Linked DNA regions of Zea mays: region 1 is linked to region 2. A link is a contact called in public Hi-C data. All regions are on one chromosome and are shown on one strand. Each heading gives the region's core, a stretch centred on a gene start, on an enhancer-like site or on the middle of the called end of the contact. The rest is flanking DNA. Distances are from core to core; before and after follow the strand shown.

The links. A called contact is a pair of places that touch in the nucleus more often than the background predicts.
Region 1: a Hi-C map of ear shows a contact between it and region 2, with 2.1 times the contacts expected there. The contact joins the promoter of LOC103640881 here to the promoter of LOC100277782 in region 2. A contact is called at or near these places in 3 of 25 Hi-C or Micro-C datasets (ear, leaf and tassel).

The regions. Positions count from the first base shown.
Region 1 is chr10:15,071,837-15,076,676 of Zm-B73-REFERENCE-NAM-5.0, forward strand. It overlaps LOC103640881 (ABC transporter F family member 1), which reads left to right and starts at 1,855. Exons shown (of 5, transcript XM_008664337.4): 1 at 1,855-2,221; 2 at 2,816-2,889; 3 at 2,995-3,205; 4 at 3,309-3,543; 5 at 3,929-4,840. The coding sequence starts at 2,006.
Region 2 is chr10:14,890,583-14,895,782 of Zm-B73-REFERENCE-NAM-5.0, forward strand. It overlaps LOC100277782, which reads left to right and starts at 2,524. Exons shown (of 2, transcript NM_001372525.1): 1 at 2,524-2,730; 2 at 4,162-5,200. The coding sequence starts at 2,544. The coding sequence ends at 5,078. It overlaps LOC103642320, which reads right to left and starts at 388. Exons shown (of 2, transcript XM_020545289.1): 1 at 44-388. The coding sequence starts at 388.

The DNA.
Region 1 (4,840 bases), core at 605-3,104, 180 kb after region 2:
CATAGCTCATTAGGAACAGCTTCGGGTCTAAGTGCCCATCATATATAGAAAGCTGAGGTGGCTTGTATGATGGGGGCCATGGGGTAGCCTGCAACTCTACTGCTAGAGGAGAAGCATCATCAAAAGCAAAATTACCATGATGGAAATCATCATACCATTCATCATCGTTGCACGAATTGTCTTGACGAAGCTCTCTGTGTTGAGGCCTTCGGTCTTGGTCATCTTGGGTGAGATGACGCATTTCCTCGGCGGCCTCATCAATCTTCCTCTGAAGATCAGCGAGACGAAGCATCTTTTCTTTCTTCTTCTGGACCTGTTGATGAATGGCTTCGAGGTCCCTGATTTCTTGGTCCAACTCATCCTCCTGAGGCGTAATGTTTCTTGATTAATGTCTAGTGGCTGCAATGCAGCCCCTAGCCCTGATGACTTCTTCGGCGGCTATGAATCAAGAACAAGGCAACACAAATATTAATGGTTAAAGGCCTTCGTCCTTTGTAACATTATTTCCTTCAGGATATAATGATCTTCGGACGAAGGTCATGAAGGACATACCTTCATCGTTTTAACATACAGCGACATAAATATGAACATATGTATCACAGAAAGAGTATGAATAAACATATTGAATCATTAAATTATTCATATCGACATTATATAATCATGAACAAACATCAATGGTATTAAGTTACATTTATACCTAAATCCGAGGGTGACGTGCGAATGATTACAAGTTAACGTGAATAGTACGGTGTTACTGTTCATCTATTTATATGCACAGGACACAGCCTGGGTAAAATTACATTCATGTCCCCGACATTTACTATTAGCTAAAAGGTAATCTGTCGAGGACTGAGCAGTCTTTTCCTTTTAAGTCGGTTTCATCCTTCATCATCATCCTTGTGCTGAATCGAAGCTTCTTCAGCCATAGCTTCGGAGTTGGTCTATCCTTCGAGATCAAGCTTTTTCATACCATACACGCCTTCGTCTTAAACCCGAAGCTTACTGTGACAATATATTATACTGGAAAACATGTTAGTCGTGTTTTTAGGACCTTCGGAAGAGGAAGGCCCCCAACACTAATATAGAAACGAAAATTAAGGGTGTGTTTGGTTTGACTTGCCGCCTAAAAGACAAAAGTCAAACCAAAGGGCTGGATCCAGGAGACACCTTTTGTAAAAGCTGACTTTCTCGCGGTGCAAAATTGAAAACACCACTGGACCTGCTTTTAGTGGCTTCTGGATAGAACTATGAAAACATATATAAAAAAACTTTTAACGGTTTTTAGTGGTTTCCACCAAACGGTTTTTAGTTTTTTAACAGCTCACAGCTCACAACAGCCTTTTCCACAGCTCACAGCCCACATCAGCTTTTTTACAGCTCTGTGAAAAAAGCTGTTGTGGGTTGTGAGCTGTGAAAAAAACTGCTGTGGGCTGTGAACTAAGTAAAAAAGTTAGAAATTATTTGGTGGAAATTACTAAAAGCCGCTAAAAGTTCTTCCATTTATATTTTCACAGTTTATCCGAAAACCACTAAAAACAGGTCTAAAGGTGCTTTTAGTTTTGTACTGTGAGAAAGTCAATTTTTAGAAAAAGTTACTTACTAATTCCAGCCTTTTGGTTTAGCTTTTGGCTTTTAAGGACAAAAGGCAAAACTAAAAGTTAAACCAAACACACCCTAAACGTCGAACGTTATTATGGGTGAGTTGCAAGTGCAGCCTGCGAGAGAAGACCCATTTCGGTGTGCCCATGTGAAAAGAAGTCCACAAAGCCCAGCAAGCAGCCCAACCGATCCCAATCCCAAATTCCCAACACGAAGCCCAGCCAGCCCTTCCCCACTAGGCTAGCTAGCTAGTAGTATCTTTTTTAGTACGTGGCCAGCCGACAGGCGCTTGTCGGAGTCGAGCACTTGAGTCCCCTTCTCTCCTTCCCTTCACCTCCCGATTGCCGCCGCCACCACCAGGCACCAGGCCCACCACCGCGTCTCCCAACCCCAAGCACTCGACGCCATGGTGTCGGATGCCAGCAAGAAGAAGGCCGCCCAGAAGAAGGCCGCCGCGGCTGCCAAGAGGGGAGGCAAGGCCGCGGCGGCGTCCTCCTCGTCGTCGTCTGCGGCCGCGGCCGCGGCCGTCGACAAGGCGGCGAACGGCGTCGCGGCGCTCAAGCTATCGGACCGGACCTGCACCGGCGTCCTCGCGTCTCACCCGCTCTCCCGCGATATCCACGTGAGCACCCCTTCCCTACCCAACCGTCGTCTTCCTGTTCATTCGAGATTCGTGGCGTGAATCTTTTACACTCCGCCCCAGGCGCGGAGGACCTAGCAGTATATTTTATTTCCCCTATTCATTCCTCGCATTCTCCATGCGCATACTGGGTCAGCTTTGAGACGCTTGGAATCGCCGACATGTTTGATTGATCGCTAGAGATCTCCACTGCTTTGTTTCATTCCACGGCGGACTGACCTGTTGGTTTTGATGTGGGTATCGACCTTTTGATCTTTGAATTAGTCGACTACTGTTTATTTTGTTAGATGGGAAATAAAGATGAGCACATAAAGGGACGAAAGAAACAAAGCCCTCTGATACCGCATCCAGTATCATTGGATAATATCCTATATCTAATAACCGAGGTTCTTTCCTATTACTTGTCCTGACACTTCCTTTTGCCATTAAAGGAATTGAAAGAGATTTTTTGGCCTCATTTAAATTAGAACTCTCTTGATTCAATATTTGGGTGCTACATCTCCTGTTGATTTGTTTAGCTCTTTGCTGATTGGTGATTTCCTAGTTCCCTAATAATCTAATTTTTTTATGTTGCAGATAGAGTCTCTCTCTTTAACATTCCATGGGCATGACCTTATTGTGGATTCTGAGTTGGAGCTGAACTACGGGAGGTAAAAACATAAATATACAATGCTACCATTCAGTTATGAGCAGGTATGCTCTTGGAGCACGTCACTGATACCATTCATCTGTTATATTTTTATTTGATATATCAGGCGATACGGTTTGCTTGGGTTGAACGGCTGTGGGAAATCTACTCTTCTCACAGCAATAGGCTGCAGAGAACTTCCTATCCCTGAACACATGGACATATACCATCTAAGCCATGAGATTGAAGCTTCTGACATGTCCGCACTGCAAGCTGTTGTTACTTGTGACGAAGAAAGAGTGAAATTGGAAAAGGAAGCTGAAATTTTGGCTGCACAGGCGAGCTCCTGGAATCACAGAATTGTTACTTTCATATGTTCCTTCTCTATGTACTGCCTTTTTCATGTTGCAAACTATAAATTAAAGCTGGTTGCATTTTTAGGATGATGGTGGTGGTGAAGCTTTGGAACGTGTTTATGAGCGTCTAGATGCAATGGATGCTGGAACTGCAGAAAAGCGGGCTGCTGAATTATTATTCGGTCTGGGCTTTAACAAACAAATGCAGACAAAGAAAACTAAAGATTTCTCTGGAGGTTGGCGTATGAGGATTGCTTTGGCAAGAGCACTTTTTATGAATCCAACGATCCTTTTGCTTGATGAGCCCACAAACCATCTAGGTAAGTCTTGGGAAATAAAAAATCAATGGAAATGTAATTAGAATACTATGTTTTCAGTAGATAGAAATTTAATTGGGACCCTGCTATCAGTGAAATATTTATTTATACAAGTTGGAACTTCATATCCATATGCACATTTGCACAACTTTACATTTCATTAATTAGTAAGGCAGCTTCCTTCAGGCATTGATAGATGGGTTTCACCCAAACATAAATGATACCTTGTGAATTCTTACGAACATTTGCACACCCTTACTTTATACTTTTGAATAGCACTGCCAAAATTGAATAATTCTTATGTGTCCTGTCAAAATTAGTTTTTACAGGCTGTTTTCAACTCAGGTCTTGAATGCATCGTTTTCTAATTCTTTACCCTCATTTGCAGATCTTGAGGCTTGTGTCTGGTTGGAAGAGACACTGAAGAAATTTGACCGCATACTTGTTGTCATATCACACTCTCAAGATTTTCTAAATGGAGTGTGCACTAACATTATCCATATGCAAAGCAAGAAGCTCAAGTTATACACTGGTAACTACGATCAGTATGTTCAAACTCGCTCTGAGCTTGAAGAGAATCAAATGAAGCAGTACAAATGGGAGCAGGAACAGATTGCTTCAATGAAGGAGTACATTGCTCGCTTCGGTCATGGTTCTGCAAAGCTTGCTCGTCAGGCTCAGAGCAAAGAGAAAACTCTTGCAAAGATGGAGCGAGGTGGTCTCACAGAGAAGGTTGTTAGGGACAGAGTTCTAGTGTTCCGGTTTACAGATGTTGGCAAGCTTCCTCCGCCCGTGCTTCAATTTGTTGAAGTCAAGTTTGGGTATACACCAGATAATCTCATATACAAGAGCCTTGACTTTGGTGTTGATCTTGACTCTAGAATCGCATTGGTTGGTCCCAACGGGGCAGGGAAGAGCACTCTTCTGAAGCTTATGACTGGTGACCTTGTTCCATTAGATGGCATGGTTCGGCGCCACAATCACCTGCGCATTGCGCAGTACCATCAGCATCTGGCGGAGAAGCTGGACCTGGACATGTCAGCCCTGGCTTACATGATGAAGGAATACCCTGGGACTGAAGAAGAAAAGATGCGTGCCGCTGTTGGCAGGTTCGGCCTGTCAGGAAAGGCGCAGGTGATGCCGATGAAGAATCTTTCTGATGGGCAAAGGAGCCGCGTCATCTTTGCATGGCTGGCATATAGGCAGCCGCAACTGCTACTGCTTGATGAGCCGACAAACCATCTGGATATCGAGACCATTGACTCACTGGCAGAGGCGCTGAATGAGTGGGATGGTGGTT
Region 2 (5,200 bases), core at 1,274-3,773:
GGAGGCGAGGAGAGTGTACGGGAACTGTATGTCGTAGCCGTACCTCCAGGGGCGTGTGGCCTTGGAGCTTCCTCGCCGCCTCGAGATCCGAGCTGGGGGCAGCGGCACGCTCACCGCCGCGGCCGAGGAAGAAGCGGAGTCGGCGGCGGATCCCCCGAGGCGGCGCGTGCCCGAGCGTGTGGGCCAGGGGGCAAAGGAAGTGCTCGAGGATGGCCATGGCGAGGAACATGGACACGAGGATGGCGGTGGCCACGAACCCGAACGACACTGCGCTCACGCCACTGTCTAGCTTTCGCCACCACATCTCCTCCTCCGCCGCGGCCGCGGCCGCCGCCGCCGACACAACCGCTGGGGGCATCGCAAGCCCGTCGCGCGCCACGGCAGCCATTGTTGTTCCAGTCTCCGACGATGCCGGTCACGGCCCGCGGTCGCGATGCGCCATTGCTGGCTCGCTTCGCTCGAGTAGGGTGTGGTGGAGTGGTGTGGGTTGGCTTCCGAACCCGAACTCGGACCTTTCACCTTTGGAGTTCCTGGCTTTCTCTGCCGCGTCGTCGTGACGCGGAGAGATCTGGGAGGAGGAGCGAAGGACAGGAAGTTGCCGCCGAACCCGAACCTGCCGTACCGGGAGGACTGCTGGAGCGAGGGCGAGACGGCCGCGCTCGTCGACGCCTGGGGCTCGCGCTACCTCGACCTCAACCGCGGGAGCCTCCGCCGGCCGCAGTGGCAGGAGGTCGCCGACGCCGTCAAATCTCGCCCCGGGGCCTCCGCGCGCCGCCAGACGACCGGGGGATCTGGGGGCGACGCACGCGGGGGGTAGGGTACATAGGATGGACGGTCCGGATAAGCACTTGTGTCCCCAGCCCCGGCAGGATCGCCGCCACAGCCATCGGTCGTAGGCTACTACTCCAACAACGCTAGGGTTTGCTTCGGCTCGCGGATGGGGCGGTTTGTGCGCGTGATCCGTGGGCAGTTGGGGAATCGCGGCCTGGGGGCGGGCGTGAGGGGAATCGCGGCGGGAGGGGGAGGGGAATCGTGGCGGCGGGGGCAGCGCGTGATCCGCGGCCGTTAGGGAATCGCGGCGGGTGTGGTGCGGGCGTGCGCGTTATCTGCGGGTGGAAGGGGATGCGGCGGCAGCAGTCTACACTGCCCCCTTAATAGTTAGTAGAGATAATAAAAAATATTATATAATATTACTAAGTTTAATCACTTGTTATGTAATAAGAATTTTAAATTTTTATAAATTATTTTAATTCATGAGTCTATTTTATAGCTAATTGATATATTGAACTAAAGTTATGACACAAGAACAATACCAAAAAAAATAAAGACGACATAACGATGAATATATTCAACTTTTATATAATGACTCTAGTGTTCATGAGATAACTAACAAATTTACGAGAGAATTCAAAAATCCAACTAGTCTCGAGGATCGATGAAAATTCGTCAATCTACGCTCGTACATGTTAAATTTATTGTATACACACCAACTATCAGGTGACAACTTTCGTTGAAATCTATAGATTTTATTATTCACGAGATCTAATGTAGTATGTATATAAGTTGCTGGCACTCATTCTACTGCTTCGTGTGATCACATGCAGAGGCAAGTCAAGTGGTCAGCAGCAATCGACAGTTGGCTAGCCAGACGACAGGATGAATCCTAAAGGGATGAGGTTCAGATACCAGCGTCTGTAAACGAATTAGGTGTGACGTTTTATGCATCGATTGATCATTCAACGAATATTTTATCTTATATTCTTTGTCTCTTTTAGACTTTGGTTGACATACTACAACAGAGTTATAGATCATGTATTACCAAACACTATATTAAAAAATTTTATTATTATGCTGCACAAAATTTAGAGTATATATATTTAGATACCCACAATTTAGACTATATATATTCTCTTGTCTATGTCGCAGCTTTGGGAGAGGCCATGGCCCCTGCCGGCCCCTTTTGCTCCGCCCCTGCTCGGCCACCTCTTCGGCCGACCCAATCTCAACTCCACAGCTCTTCCATTCCATCTGCAAGGTTGGAGTACGCATGGCAATGGCATCAACACACACGAGCCATCCATCCTTGGACCTGTTAGTTGCTACGAATGAATGCAGAGGTAGGCTCCAATCCAAAACCGGGATGCTTCCAGAACCACCAGAACGGAACCCGTGACGCCCGGAACGCCTGCGAAATTCAGAGTCGGCGCGCCTTTGTTAATCGCGGCGCAGGCAGAAAGGGTCCAGACGCCCTTCACATGCCCTTGTTTCTTTGCGGGTTGGAGGGATGCGTCCTCATCTCTCTTTCAGAGTTCAGACGTCCACCATGCCACTAGAGTACTTGGCTGCTGCACATTTCGCTCGCTCAATGATCAGAGAGGCCCACCTGTCTGTGGGAGCTGTGGCTGGCTGGCTGGGCGTAGATGCCTCTGCACCTTCCGAGGCTGAAGCGGACGTGCTGCTGTACCTGTACTTAACGAGATTGGATATAAGCAGGAGGAGGAGAGCCTCCTCGCAGCTCTCACACGAGCTCTGTCTGTGTGAAGATGAGGAGGCGCTGCAACCAGCTGGGGCTGCCTCTCGCGCTCTTGTTTGCCGCTCTTCTTGGCGGCGCGCAATGCCAGAGCTCTCACGGTGGTGGCGGCGCCGCCGCTAACCTCACGGTGGTGGGCACCGTGTTCTGTGACGCCTGCTCCACCAGCTCCTTCTCCAAGAATAGCTACTTCTTGCCAGGTACTTTGATCCATCGGCTGCAATGTCCACGCCCACATTTTTCTGTGCAAATGGAGCGTAATAATACCTTTTAAATGTTTTCGTTCAGAATTCTGACGATATTTTCGGAACTTCAATCCTTTCAATACTGTGTCTGCGAATTGCTTGTGGACATGCCCTGTGTTTCCTGCTGCCCCGCTTCATAATTTCCTACTGTTAGGGCTATTTGGGAGCCATAAAAGCCAAAAAAACGGAGAGGGTTGGGTAAAATCGCCTTATTATTCAATTTTGAATAAAAATTAGATTTTATTCCCTCCCATCCTCTCTAATATTTCAGCTCTCAAACTAGCCTTTAACACGAAAAAAGATTGTATTTCTACCAGCAAGAATTTCCCTGTCCATCTTTCCAATAACTGTTGAAGAATCATACGCAGAACAACTGGCAAGCCCTTGTCCTGGTTTGGCAACCCAACAAGGTAACACGGCGGCTAGGATGCACGACTTGCTTGAGGCCCACTTGGATTGCAGAAATCTCAGAGCATACAGGATTTTTATAGGAATAGTTTATTTTCACAGAAACAACATAAAGCATAAGAAAACGGAAAAGGTTCCCGCATTCTTCTGAAGAAGGCCTAATTTAATGACTAGCAACGATTTCTATTTATACTTAAGTAAAAATATAAAACATAAAAATATGTGTACTCTATTGACTAGGTCAATAGGTAGGTGTGAATATGGATTTTGAGTCAACATTCATATCCCATTTGTATATAATTCTATCATTTTACTGTTTAAATATGTACGTTTCTTCGAGGACCAAAGTCCATAACACAAGGAAATTCAGCCCAACTGGGAACGTTTACTGACACAATTACATTGCACAGAAATGCCAAATGGACACCAATTGCATCTGCGTATTCTGAGTTCTAGCTATAGCAGGGATGAAGCACAACTTTGAATTGTACTGTACTTATCAAATTGTTGGCGTGCTTGAATTCAAACATAAACACATGCCAAATTTTCGACTGCGAGAGTAAGACATTCTCCCGACATTATATTCTCACACAAGTCCAGAAACCTTCGAACCCCTGACTCACCCATACACAGCGGCCCTGCCGTAGACCATATGAGAAACGACCGTGACCGGGATTAGACTTTAGACTTAAGCTTTAGCGTGGAACAGACGAGGAGATTTTTTTTAAACACAGCCTGAAATTCATTTTCACATGTAGTCGAACTCAAAATCTGAGAAGTGCTATTTAGATCACTTAACCAACTTGGCTAGCACATGCCAAATATTTGCTAAGCGACACCAGCTTTACTCATCTGCATCTGACATCTCTGTATGAATCTACATCTGAAGCCATTCTGATATAAAGAATTGATCAGTTAGCCCACTTAAACCTACCGCGTTATATCCATTTCTCTGAATTTGTCAGTCTCCTCATTCAGGTGTCCGAGTCCGGCTGGACTGCATGATCAAAGTGAACTCGAACTCCAAGGAGGAGATCAAGATCACGGCCGAGAAGGTGACCAACAGCGACGGCGCGTACCAGCTGGACATCCCGGCGATCGACGGCTTCGAGTGCGCGGCGCCCGGCGCGACCGCCGGCGAGTCCTTCTGCCGGGCGGCCGTGCTGGACAACCCGTCCGCGCTGTGCGGCGTGCCGGCCGTGACCACCACGGTCGGCCACATCTCTCTGCCGAGCCAGGACCCCAGCGCCTGCTTCTACAGCCTCAACTCGCTCTACTACCGCCCCAGCAAGCCGGGCCCAGCTCAGTGCGGCGGCGCCGCCGGCCTGTCACCGCCTGCGGCGGCGCTGAACACGTCCCTGTTCTACTGCCCGCCGTGGCCGTGGCCGCCCATCCCGTTCTGCACGCCGCGGCCGTGGTTCCCGCCCATACCGTTCTTCACCCCGCCGCCGCCGGCGTTCCCGTTCCCGCTGCCACCGCTGCCGTTCTTCACCCCGCCGTCGCCTCCGCCACCGGCGTTCCCTTTCCCGCTGCCACCACTGCCATGGACGACGCCACCGTCGCCTCCGCCGTCGCCTTCGTTCCCGTTTCCTCATCTGCCGCCGATCTTTACAACACCATCGCCTCCGCCACCGCCGCCGCCACAATTCCCGTTCCCTATGCCACCGCTTCCACACCTGCCTCCTCTCCCGCACTTCCCACCGCTACCGTCACTTTACTCACCGCCACCTCCTCCACCTCCACCACCGCCTCCGCCGCCGTCGTTCCCGTGGACGTTTCCGCCGTTACCGTTTTTCCCTCCTGGTCCTGGTTCGTCTGGGCCATCTCCTCCACCGTTGATGAGTGGTTCTCGTAAAGATCCAACCACTTGGTCTCCTTCCAATAAACAACCATGAAGTAAATAATACTTGGCTCCTTCTGGGAAGGATAATGTGCATTGCAAAAGACTATGTTATATGTATTTTTTTTCTGTTTTATATCCCTGAGCTGTATGGATACGAATGTAAGTTTCTGCTTG